Regions from separate parts of the Rattus norvegicus genome. Here region 1 is linked to region 2. A link is a contact called in public Hi-C data. All regions are on one chromosome and are shown on one strand. The core of a region is the stretch at or near the end of the contact, and the rest is flanking DNA. Distances in the headings are between cores, read along the strand shown.

What was found. A called contact is a pair of places that touch in the nucleus more often than the background predicts.
Region 1: a contact with region 2 is called in a Hi-C map of Schwann cells, with 4 times the contacts expected there. The contact joins the promoter of Adgrl3 here to the enhancer-like site in region 2. A contact is called at or near these places in 1 of 12 Hi-C or Micro-C datasets (Schwann cells) and 1 of 1 datasets of contacts at active chromatin or transcription factors (oligodendrocytes).

What each region holds. Positions count from the first base shown.
Region 1 is chr14:27,455,938-27,462,341 of GRCr8, reverse strand. It overlaps Adgrl3 (adhesion G protein-coupled receptor L3), which reads left to right and starts at 4,238. Exons shown (of 28, transcript NM_130822.2): 1 at 4,238-4,351.
Region 2 is chr14:27,319,175-27,326,067 of GRCr8, reverse strand. The region is part of intron 2 of Adgrl3 (adhesion G protein-coupled receptor L3); the gene reads left to right. Among named protein-coding and RNA genes, the nearest start is that of Adgrl3, 140 kb to the left of the region's middle. Within about 2 kb of position 5,492, at least 21 of the 93 cell types and tissues checked have an H3K27ac peak or open chromatin away from gene starts, as enhancers often do.

The DNA of each region.
Region 1 (6,404 bases), core at 2,989-5,488, 140 kb before region 2:
AGAGTGTCTGTGCTCCTAAGTAATCTGCTTTTCTCTCTTCTCCAACAAGAAGGAGCTCAATATAATTGGGTAGGGAAAAAAAGTACTGGACTTACTTTGTTCTTCTAAAAGACTCAGCTGAGAAAGTATTGGTATAGATTTCCTAGCTGGGGTGAGAGGTTTAATCAAACATAGAAGTCTATGTTCATCATATCAAAAGTGACTTGGAAGTAGAATTTGAGCTAAAAATATGGATAACTTCTGGAAACAGTGCAATTTGGCACGCAGTTAAACTACACATGCAATCAATTCTCCTACTTGCATTGTGTTTAAAAACTGTTTTTACTTACCGTTTTCCTTTCCTCCCATCACCAGTATGATCTTTGAAATTCTTTGTTTATTTTTTATTCAAGTCCTCTTGTAGGAACCATCTTTAATTATGTGTTCAAGGGTCTATCCCTAGTTTTCAGGTGAGGTGTTCCACACTTTGATAAACACATTGCTTATAGACCCCTTAGCCATACCTATAAATTATTTATATCTTTCTACTGTCATCACTAATAATATGTACTTTCTTTGATTTACTTCATATCTTGTACATTTAAAAATATACTTCTATTATTGTTTTCTAAATATTCCCTTGAAGAAGGTGGTAAATAGGAACTGAGTTGTTTCCCTCTTGGCTCCTTTACAACTAAGAGTCTCTTGTCACAGTATGCTGGTCTATTCTTTGTGAAGCTATTTGTTTAAGCTACAAGTGAGTCCAGATGTCAATTTGTCTTTAAGTACCCATGGGAGCTTGTAGCTGCCCTGTATTAAGGAAATCCAAGCAGCCATATTTGATTGAGCCTGTGAAAATCTACTTGGTCAGAATTCAACCATTAAATCTCCTGCTTTCTATTCCCCCACTCCCAAATAAATTACTAGATAAACAAAGAAGAAATAGTATGTAGGATATTATTTCCTAATATCTCCTATTAAAGCTCGGAATTCACCTCTCAAATAGTTCTTACAATGTGAGAAGATACAGGGACAAGCAGCTATTTGTTTGAAAGGAGCCTGAAATAAGCAGGAGGAAATGTGTGCTGTGGTAGAGGTAACCAGTAAAGTGCTGTGCTAGTTAGCTGCTTAATCACATTTTCCTTCTTGTGACAGCATACCTAGAAAAGTAACCTCATGGGAGGGACGTTCATTTTGGCTTACAGTTTTGCAGACCTCGGTCTGTGCCTACTTGGCTGTGTTGTTTTGGTATCTATGGTACAAAGCAATACCCGTGATTGTATGACAAAGCAAAGCTGTTCACCTCAGTGAGTGGGAAATAGAATTCAGGGTACAAAGGCGGGGTTCCCTATATCCTCTACAAAGTTCCATCTTCACTGTTCTAACATCCTTAGAGCAGGCCCAACCTCTTAAATGATGTACTACCCCACAAAATTATCAGTGGCTGAGGACCAGCCTTTAACATCAAGACCTTTGGAGAACACTTAGGATCCAAGTGGACAAGATAATGGCTATGGTGTGTATAACACACATCCTATGTTTCAAAAGCACATTTTTTTTCTTCACCTTGGGACAGTTAAGTAAAGGGTTCTTTGAAAATCTGGCAGGTGAGTTGAGCTTTGACAAAGGAATGCAATTCATTCTTGTGGAAGGGATGGTGAGCTAATTATGCTGACAGTTGGGTTTAGAGATCTGCTGGGGCCTTAGTTACCACCTTGTAATTTCCCATAGGCTATTGGATCCTTATGACACTATATAGCCTCATTCAACTTGACAGACCCGAATAGGAATGTGATGTACCTGTCGGGTTCACACAATAATTCTTAGTCACTAGACTATGCTTATATAGAAACTACTTCCTTTAGTCATTGAACCGGTAAAATGTTTTAGGAGAAAGAAAGAAAAAAGAAAGAAAGAGAGAGAGAGAGAGAGAGAGAGAGAGAGAGAGAGGGGGGGGGGAGAGGGAGGGAGGGAGGGAAGGAAGGAAGGAAGGAAGACACACTGAACAATTTCATTTACAAAAGCATCCCAAAGAGGTACAATTAATTGACGAAGGTCACTTGAGCAAACTTTATGGTAACAAAAGGCATAGACCTAGAACCAAGACAGTTTTCTCTATCCTTCATGGTGATTTTTATTGATGTGAAATCAAAATCATCGAGTCTCTAGGTCCCATATTTTTTTCCGGAGGGGGGGGGATGTACTTTCGATTTTGCAATGAACTTGTACACTGAGGTAAGTTTCAAGAAACATAAAATGCACCCAAAGGCAGGCAATGCTTTAGAAGTCAGCTCCCGCATAAAGAACACGTGGAGTAATCTGCACCTGAAAAAAAAAAGAAAAAAGACACTGGCAGAACTCCCAGCCTGGTACCTCATTCACCTACAGGAGAGTGGGGGAGGAGAACCAGAGGGAGGCAGGGAGAGTGAAGAGATTGAGTGCAGAGAGAAGGGGTGGTGGGGGTGAGTGGAAAGGGAGAGCGGATAAAGAGAGAGGAAACCAGAGGAGAGAGGAGAGAGAGAAAGAGATAAAGGCATGCTCCTACCCAGGAGAGAGGTACCCTTTGTCTGACAAACCCTGCAAGGGAAGCCTCCCTTAGCCGCCCCGCGCTTCCCATCTCCAAGATTCTGCGGAGCGGCTAGGTGGAGCCCGCGCCCGCGGAGCCCTCGCGGACTCCAGATCCGGGTTTTGCTAGCCGCCCCTTTCCCGGCCTGGAGCCCCCCTCCCCGGTCCTGGGAGCCCTCCTGCCCGTCACCCCGCCGGTGGCTCACTCCGGCCTCGGCTGCCTTGGCCGCTGTGCGCACGCTGCCTGTCTGCGGGCGCGATCGCCCCCTCCGCTCGCTCGGCCCGCTGCGCTCGCTCCAGTTCCCAGGAGCGGAGATGCAGATGGCACGGCAGGGCCGGGAGGGCGAAGCCGCCACCGCTACCTCTGCCGCCGCCGCCGCCGCCGCCGCCGCTGGCATCTCGCGGACTGCGCGCTGCCTCCGCTCCCGCAGCTGCTGCTGCTGCTGCCGCCGCCACCGCCTGTGACTCGCCCCCCCTCCCCTTTCTTTCTTCTCTCTCTTTTATTTATTTATTTATTTCCTTGGCCTCGGTCCTCTTCCTCCGGGTGTGCGCGCTCGGGCTCCACGGTGTGCTGTGGCAGGAGCTCGCCCGTGTGTGTGTGCGCGCGGGGAAGAGCGTGTGCGTGTCTGGAGGGCGCCCCGAGCCCCAGTGGCTCCGGTGGGGGAGTCAAGAAGAGGAAAAAAAAATAAAATAAAAAAAAAAAAAAGAGGACTGAAGCCGGCGGCCGAGGAGGTTGGCAGTGGCGGCGTCGGCTCGGAGCCCGGGCTGGGCGATGAAGCTCCCGTATGCCCGAAGCTACCCGGCACGGCCGGCGAGCTGATCCGCGACCACCGAAGCTCGGGGCTCGCCACCCGCGGCAGGCACGCAGCCCTCGGCGGCCCGGCGCCCGCTCTGCCGGCGCGTCCACGCCGTACACCCGGCAAGGAGTTTGCGCGGCTCGCGCCTGGGCTCTCGGAGCGGGTTGCGGGCGGCAGAGCGGACCCTCTACTGCCGGAGCACCTCGGGGGCAGCAGGAGGAGGACGGCGAGGAGGGCTGGGCGGAGAAGCTACTACTGGTCCTCGCGGCTGCCCCTACCTATCCCCTCCCTCCCGCTCGGAGGCGGAAAGGGGAGGACGAGGAAGAAGAAGAAAAAGAAAGAGAAGGGGGGTGGGGTGGGAGAACTGGATATAAAGATCGGCTGCGGGGGGGGGATGGTGGAAGATTTTTGGTCTCCTCAGCAGCGGCTTTTCTTGCGGCGGCGGCGGCGGCGGCGGCTGCAGGAGGAGGGAAAGCAGCTCTAGCTATGACTGCCGCATGTTAATAGCTCCCGCTTGGGTCCACCGGCTGCAGCGAGAGACACAGCCTGACTCCGAAGTTGTGCAACTGTGCCCTGAGAGAGACATTTGAACCCTCCTTCTCTTTGCTCCGCTTTTGCCCCCTGGGGCGTGTGAAGCGAGGAAACGTACAGGAAGACTTGCTTTGGCTTTCCCGGCTTCCCCTTTCTCCATGGCTGTGTAGAAGAAGAAAGGAAAAGAGACACTTTTTGTTGTTTCTTTGACTGGGGTCTCCACCCTCCTGTCGTCTCTGCGTTTTGATTATCATTCGTTGCTTGGTGTGACTGGGGTATCTACAGTGGGACAGGTCCATCTTTTTTTCTGTTTTCTTTTTCTTTCTTTCTTCTTCTTTTTTTTATTTCTTCTTCTTCTTCTTCTTTTTTTTTTTTTTTTTTTGCCCCGGGGCTCAATGGATGGATTGTGGAAAACTGCACCGGGTTGCAGGTTGTTGAGCAACTGATGGGACCATCTCAGGGACCAGCGGTTACGAAAGGTAATTTATTCCTTGCACTCTTCATAATTGTGGTCGCCCTGGTCGGGCGCAGGCGGAGGCATCCGATGGGCGGGCAACCGAGGGGGTGCGGGGTTCACGTACACTCACCCTTCCACTCACACATTCGCCTTCGCACACTCGCCCTCATGCGCACACTCATCTGATCGTGATGCGGGGCGGGAAGGGAGCCTCCTGGCTGGTGGGCGCTGGGGTTTGGCATGGGTTCGAGGTTCTATCAGCTACTGGGCGACCCGGTGACACAGGGAGATGTAGAGGAGAGGAGAACCCGCGTTCTGTCAGTCGCGCAAGCTGGGTGACAGGGACGAATCCCACCCCGCGCATTTTCCCTCCCCTGTCACCCCAATGCTGTCCTTTGGTCGGGGCAGAAGCAGCCGAGGGGGCGCCTTTCCTCAGCTAGGCTGGAGCAACACTGGACGTGGGAACGGGTTGGAGGATGAACAGGGACCGGGTGAGGAGCGCAGTTCGGGGGTGATGGCGAATGTGGGGTGGTGAGCCTGGCATGATCCTCCCTGGACGCCTGCCTTAGAGCATCCAAGGTGGCTGAGATTGTCCAGGTCGTGCCCCTGAGAAGTGGAACCGTGTTGCCTCCAGACATCTCTCATAGCCGGGCAGTTTTATTTAGACCGGAGTGCCTAGGCTTTGTTGAGCGATTTTAGCTGGAGAAAGCTGTCACTTTCGTGGGTGTCACGGGGTTGAGCTGTGCCGGGAGAGAGCACCCAGTGTAGAAAGGATGTTCAATGGGGTCGGGCGGCCGCAGCGCCAGGGTGCGGTGGGCAGAGCAGTGGTGGCCCTGGTGGCGGGTTACAGGTAGGCGAGCTGGCACCTGGGTGCTTCTCTTGGGAGATGGACAGTCTCTGGGCTGAAGTGAAGCGCAAGGACCAGCACTAGACAGCCTCTAGTCCCTGCCGAGAGGAGGCTGCTGAGCATGCCAGACGTCCAGCAGTGCAGCCCTGTGTTTGTAGGGGAAGCTGGCCAGTGGTCCGCGAGCGTGTTATCTGAGTGTCTAGGATCCTGCGCGTTTAGGGTGGCGGGGAGACCTGTGCAGGGATAGGGGAGCTCTTTGAGAGAAGCTTGTTCATAGAAATCGCTTGGGATCTGCTTAGCTGGAAAATCTGGTTTGAGGAGGCCCCAAGGGCCCCCAGTGGGGTTGTGAGGAAGCTGGCGGCAGGTTCCCTCTCCCCTGGAGATCTATGCAATGTTTGGAGTCGCTGGTGCAGCGCTCCACGTATCCCAAATTGGCCTTGATTGGACCTGCTAGAGCAGTCACCTCTCGCAGATTTGCGGTAATCAAGTGTAGCCCGCAGAAACCTTGGTCTCTGGAATGATCTGGCCACATTCTTCGCCCGAATAGAAACGTGTGTTGCTTTTATCGATAGCCAGTGAGTTGGGCAAACTGGAGGCTTGGGAGCCACCTCCCAAGTGTCTCCTCCCTGAGGCTCCCATGGCCCCTGACTGCAGTAGTTAGAGAGAGAACATTGTAAACAACAGTGTAAGCATCTTTGCCACTGTCTTCCTCAGAGCTGAACCTGCTGGTGTCTGTTGTGTTTACTTTCCTGGGTGGATTACTCATTAGGAAGTGTAAGGGCTGCTTGCACCTCTGATTTTATATCCTTGCAGCCAGCTGCCAGAGAAAGAAGACACATAGACTCTGGCGGAAGGGGAAAAAAATGCCTTCTGTGTTTTGCTCTGAAGTAAATAGGAGGTCTGCTAATTTTAGTGTCATATGGTCTTGTCATCGCTAGTTAGAGAATGGTGTCGTAGAATCTGCAAGGGATCACTTTAGTGATTTTTTTTTTTTTTGCATTTGGAAAGTCAGCTGCATTTGTCTATGAGATAACAGAGGTTAGGAAGCTCCCTAATTCATTTTTCAGTCTATAATGTACTAAGTGGTCAGCAGTTCTCGCACTCAATTTGTCTGTATGCGCACTACACGTAAAATTGCCAGTTGTTTTCCAGTGTCACCCAAAGAGGATCATTTGTGTAGGAAACAAGAGGATGTTTATGCTGAAATCCCTTCCTTCAGTTGTTTTGT
Region 2 (6,893 bases), core at 4,243-6,742:
ACTTCCTATAAGAATGCAAATATTTGAATTCAACCGATAAACATCATTGGTGATTTGGGGTGTCAAGTACTATGATTAAAAGGGATAAAAAATGTATAAAATGCCAACTCCATATTTTCATTTTTGTTACTAATTTTGAAAAAGTTTTACCCATTGACTTGTAAGCAGCACATAAGAGAAGTGAAATAGCTTGTTTGGCAAGATGACTGAGTAAAGGTGCCTGCTACCATGCCTGGAGAACTGAGTTTAATTCCCCAAGACATACAAGACTCAAAGAAAGAACTGTCTTCAAGAAGTTCCCTGAAGGCGTACCTTTGCACACATGCACATACACACACACGCGCGCGCGCACGCACACACACACACTCACACACACACACTCACACAAATTTCTGAAGCTTCAGCTTTAAGAATTCTGGAGACAGTCTTCTGACCCGAGGACCTACTGTCTTTATAGATGTTTAGAGAATAGTAAGACATTGCATATTTTTATTTTATTTTATTTTTTATTTTTTCTCTTTTCCTGGAAACTTAAGAAGACGGGTACAGAGAGTTGGAATTCTGTCCATTAATAAGGTTTGATTTGTGTCTGAAGTATAAGTGGAAAGTCTGGTAGCTGCTAATGACTAAAATGAGCTATGGCAACATTTGTTCAAACATGTGGTTACAGGTTGTCACAAAATAAAAAGTATCACTTAAATTAGCAGTGATTCTTGTGATATATTTGAGTCAGCTGTTACTTTGAATATAAGTATCTATACTTAATAGGCTGTAAAATTGGCCATTACACCTATCCCAGAATCCCCTTTACAGTAGCACATAGTATGCTCTTTCCATATAATTTATATTAATTAGAAAATGCAGATTAAACTGAGCCACCGTAAAAATAAAGCTGTCACCTCTAGCTTGGCAGATTGTGACTTACAAAAACACGTTTATGTGTGAGATCAAGGTTACAGAATTTACTGTTGCTGGAGGCCCCAATGATTGGGTTGTTGGCAGGGTGAAAGAATTCGTGTTCCATTAATGGGTGAACTTCTCACCCATGTGATAAATAGTATACTTTACAGAGGTATAAAACGATGAGATTTATTTGCTCTCTTCGGAGAAATGAGGTAAGGTACATATCGCCACCCTGACTTAAAAAGCTACCATCTTACTAATAAACACACGTAAAACTGGTAAGGTTCTTTTGAGTCTAAGTTTGTTGCAGGCCCATGAAAATGTTTATTTAATTTATATTTTCTGTCATCACTTTTCTCAAGAAAATGAAAAGGAATGTATAGTATCGTTCCAGCTCAGACAAGTATAACACTTGAATTGCTGTTAGCCCCAGGATTTTTAATACAAACTCATTTGTAACATCAAGCTGAGGAGACAAGGTTTTAGTTCTGATAATTTGAATTCTGATAATTTAGTTCTGATAATATAAAAAAGTGAGATTTTTGCTTTATTAATGTTCTACTACTTAAAATACATCTAAGTCATCACAAGGCATATAGTACAATATAAAAATCAGACCAAAATAAAAATCATTTTAGTTGTGTTGAGGAAAGTCATTTATATACTGGTGTCTTATTATTGGATATGGTTTTCTGGTCTTTCTCAACTCTATAATTTTATTGAACTGTCCAATCTTTGTTACACTCAAATATTTTTCAATATGTGGTTTGATTTGCAAATTAGGTTTTTAAAGCACTTTCTAGAATCTATCTTCGTTCTCTACCCAGGAATTTGAATAAATATTATCTAAGGTCAATTCCAGGGATGTGACTCTAGCCTGAGTATTTTCATGAGTTATTTCTCAATTTTAGAGGAAGAAGGAAGGAAACGGAAAAGATGCTGTGTGGAATAGAGCTTCCCGTTGGAGATTAGTTCTTCTCAGTAAAGCTTAGAGGAATATATTTGGCATGAAAGGAAAATGAAAGGAAACATAGAAAAGTTTAATTAGGAAGAAAGACTTAGAATCCTGGTTATTAAAATAGCTCTGCGATGAATTCTGTCAAGGGAGAACGTTTATGATGCAAGGAGAGGTCCACTGCATGAGTCTAAAACATCTCCCTCCAAAGTAGGATTCCTGTGTGTATCTTGGGATGCTGAGAATGGCGTCTATGAAGGTTTCCAGGTGGATTGCTTTTCCCTTTTAAAAAAAAAATAGCTTATGAGCAACCAGGAAAAACTGGATAATATGTAATTAAACATTCCTAGAGAAGATTATATATCTAGATCTTTTTAAAAGTGATGTTAGCAAGTGATACCAGAACTGCATATCTATTCATCATGCTGGGCTTAGGAAGATATTTTTTTCCACCCTAATAGATTAAGAGGTGATGAAATCTCATTTTATATTATATCCTACGTCTGAATTGATTAAAGCTTTTCTACGTTTGTGTGTTACATTTCAGGAGTGAATGACTGCTATGCCTCACATCAACTTAATACATAACTTAGAGATGACTTGGAAATTAAAAACAAAAGTCTCTGCTTTCCATTGGCAGACAGGGTTCTTAAGATAATAGTATTGGCTTATTAGGGGGAAAACTGCCCTAATATAATGTTGGGTTAAGAGTTATCTGTTTCTTTTTTCTTTTTTTTACAAAAGCATCTAAAACATCGTCTCTGTTAGATAATCCTCTTTTTTTTTAATATACGGATGGTTTGCAGGTCGGTTATGAGGTTGAGTTGTTCTCAGTTGAAAGAAGGCTACCCCCAAATAAAGAGGCGTAATGCATCGATTCAATCTGATTGTTACAGCCTTATGATTGTGTTTTCTTTTTGTTAAAGCAATGCCATTGGTATTTGATTTTGCCACTTAAAGGAGCAGACTCAGCATGCACCTTGCAGTGTGGCTCACTTCATCCTTCTTCATTCATCAACTAGTTCAATTATAAACGTTTGAGCACGGCACGCAGGTATCCAGGTCAAATTCCCTTAAAGGACAGGTGTGCGAGTGATACGGTTTATTCATCTATTAACTTCCTGAAATGTCAAAAGCTTCACTTTTTTTTAACAAAGTAGAATGTCAGTTTCTTTTTTACTGGAAGCAATTAAACCAGCCCAAAAAGGGAAGAGCTTTGACAGTTGGATCTGTCAGTGAAAGACTGGCAGGTGGTTTGAGGAAATTGGAATAAATGTTCAAATATATGCTAAGGAGTCTTCAGCAGTGTCTCTAGGACAGGGCAAGAGGTGAGAGGGAGTAGAGCTGTCAGCTTGGGTAAGGAACACAGCTTTGGAGCTTCCAAACTGCAGGTTCTGAGGGGTATTTGCTAATTCCTGTAAAGTCTTCCTTTAAGCTGTTACGCAATGCTTTTCTGCACTGCCCTAGCCATGTTCTGATGCATGGCCTCATCATGTCTCATAAGCCCAGGCAAGCTACAAATGCTTAATTCCTGAGCCTCCCAGGCACTGGGATTGCAGGAATGCGATGGCACACTTGGCTTTTAAGTGACTTCTGAATTAAAAGCCAGTGTGTTGTGGCCGTTCCTAGGGCAAAGAAGATTTCTGTTAATGTTTTACTCTCAAGTACCTGAACTTGCAATATCACAATTTCTAATTTTATTAATAACTAAAAATTTTACTCACTGTAAAAATTTTATAATTTTAAACAGTGTACTTGTGTGTATGTGCATGTATGTGTGCATGTTTGTGTATAAAATTATATGGAGAACAATGTAATATATGTATTATATTATGTATATATAATGATATGTGTATTATATATTTAATACATAATGCATACAACACATCCTTTATATAGTCAAAATGTAGTGTCAGCAGATTAGATATCATCCAAGGGCATACCAAAATGATTTATTCTTGAGCTAAATATGTTTGACTGTGTCCCTGGAACATATATGCATGTTGCCTTAAATATATGTTCCAATGGAGAAGTTGTTTTAAAACGGGAGAAATTAAGGTTGCATCTTGCTGTTCTTAATCTTGTTAATAAGAGAATTTAAGAATGGGCTCAAATGGATACTTAGGGACAATTTTATTAAATAGAAAAATAAAAAACAAAAACAGGGCAGGCAAACAGTAAATCTCAGCTGCTGCCCAGACAAGGAGAATGGAGAAAAGCAGAGAGCTAAAGCCATTCAATCACATGAAGGTCAGACACAGGACAAGGGGCCCCATCACAGGTGGCCCTTAAGAAAGATTAAGGAAGCCTCAAATGTTGGGCAAACCCAGAGTTTTTAGGAAAGCATACCTTGAAAAGAGAGTGCAAGAGGAGAAGGAGGATTTATGCTTTATTGAATAATTTAATAAAGTGGGCAAACATGTCTTTGATTGGATGTGTCCTTGTTAACTAATGTGCTAAGGCCAAGGTTTCTGAGATTGAAAACTGCAGGGCCTTATTAAGGGACTGATGATTCTGCCCATCTTTTTAGCATGGTTTAACGTGAACCATGTTCACCTTCCAAATGCTGGTCCTTTGGCCTGACAACTGACCTGGTGAATCTAAAATGATAGCTCTCTATGCAGGGTTAATATTATTACAACCTCTTGACTAGTTTGCTGTTGTTTTGTTTTTTACTTTTTATTTATCAGTATTATTGCTATTCTGACAATTTTATAAATTTTTGTATAAACCCAGAACAAAGACATACTTAATGCTGATTTTTTTTCTTTCAGAAACATACATTGGAAGATTATGTGGTATAGTAAAAGGAAGAAATATCAATTTAAAAATCTCATACATTGTCCAATGACATTATTAGCTTTGGTGGAAGCTAGTTTTGCACATTACAAATATTTTACTTGAGATTGGCAATAGAACACTTTAAGGGAACCAAGAATTGCCTTGGAATCTGTAACATTTGAACTGGAAAAGACTGAACAGTTCAGAAGTTCTCCTACTAGTTCTCTCCAATAATAGAGTGGACCCCACCCCTCACACGCTACTGTGCTTGGGAGAGTGGGCCCAGCACCTCACCGGGACAGCTTTGTTACTGGTGTTTGTTTTTTTGGCTTAAGAAGTTCTCATTCTCTGTCAGCCCGGTAGAATCCTCAGCATGGATATAGCTTTAGTCCTTTGGGTATTTCAACTCTCGATATCAAATGTAGAAAACACAGAGAGAACTTCCAAGCAATTCAGTAATATTCAGATATGGGAGAGATTACACAAGATGGACATAGCCAGGACTCCAAACAACGGTTCCTCCAGGAAATCTCCCCAAAGTGCTTTTGTTTTGTCAGAAAATGAATGGATGAACGTTTTTCTTTCTCAAACATGAGTTGATTCTGAGCAATGGTTAGTGTTACTCACACTTAGTGAGGAAAGAAAATGGCGCTTGCGTGCCAGCATTGGGATTATTTGTGTAGTCAGAGAAGACTTGTGGAGCTGTGTGGCTCTAGCTCTCAGATTCCCATTCTTCCAGGCGTAATGCCCCAAGAAGGCTGGCTATCCTTCCTCTCCCTTAGGCAGAGTGAAGGGCACAGGTTATTATGGTGGCTTGTTTGCCTCAGTGTCAGGGCTGGGAGGTGGGAGGGTGAAACTGGACTCATTAAGCTTTTCAGTTTATTCGTTTGTTGGTCCTCTGTCAAGCTGCCAGCCCTCTCAGTGGGATAGCTGCCCTTTGTATAATAATCTACCAACATTCAGGGTGGCTGCATTCACTGTACCCATTCTGCTGTGGGCCTCCATTACGGCTGGGTTTTGAATGCAAGGCTTCATGATATCTGGGTATAAACAGTATGCCCCGTAACAAAGACATCTTTTGTATTTCTTAATCTTATAATCCCAGTGTTTTTCTCAGAAGCTTTAAAGAGGGGATTTTCTGAAAATAAAAAGGAAAATACACAATCGCTACTCTGTTGTGTATTCTCATAAAATAGCATTTAGGTGGAGATTGTGCTCTTACCGTGTGGTTCTCCTAATTTAAAAACCCATTGGTTCCCCAGGCAAAAATGGGTGAAGTTCCTGGCTCCTTTTCTACCTGTGGAGGTGTGAATGAATCAGCCTTTGTTTTCTTGGGTTACCCTACCTGGCAGGTTACTTTATTGGCTATTCCTGGCAAATGCTCCTGAAGCGCCTGTCTGATCCCTGCAAGATCCTCCTGTTTTGTCCACGTCGTCGGTTCTGCACAGGTCACATTCCTGCTCTGTTTCTTCCAGGGATTTTGCGCCTCTGGCCTCTTGGCGATCACCTCCTTTGACTGTTCTGTTTTTTCTTTTCTTTTCTTTTTCAGGAGGGAGGGGGCTTGAGGTGAGTGAAATAAAGTTCACTGACAAAATAGCCAAGCAGCAGGCAGATGAGAATTACAAATTAGGCATGGTAGATTTGTTTGCCTTCTCTTCAAGGTACCTTGAGAGGAGGAAGAAAAAGCATCAACAAGGGGATGCTGCAACCCTTTTAGACGCCTCTGTTTTGTCTGTTTTGGTCATTGCCTACCTGGATGCTTGTTGGTGTTTGTGAAGGTCAAGATGTTCCCCCCTTTCCATTCCTCTTTTATGTCTGTTGAAGCCTTTAGCTCAGATGGAAATGAACTCTTTATACAGGGATCCGTGTAAATGGATATTTAAACGAGCTCATGAGAACTCATTGAATGCTTGCTGTGTACTGTGTTTCCGATGCAGTTTCTCGTTTAACGGATAAACAGGTGAACACATGACTTTAAAAGCCAGCTCTTCCTTTGGATATTCATTGGCTTTTTTAAGATTGTTTAAGAGTCTAGTATTAGGTGTCTTGGGTATTTGGGAAGAGCACTGACCTGCATAAATTTTTACATGAAATTTTATGCATATGTATGCACACATCTATATAGGCACACACTCTAAATATAGCAATGTCTACTCATAACTTAAATACAGATGAGTATGAGAAGGTGGGTTTTTTTGTTTTTTGTTTTTGTTTTTGTTTTTGTTTTGTTTTGGTTTGGTTTGGTTTGGTTTTG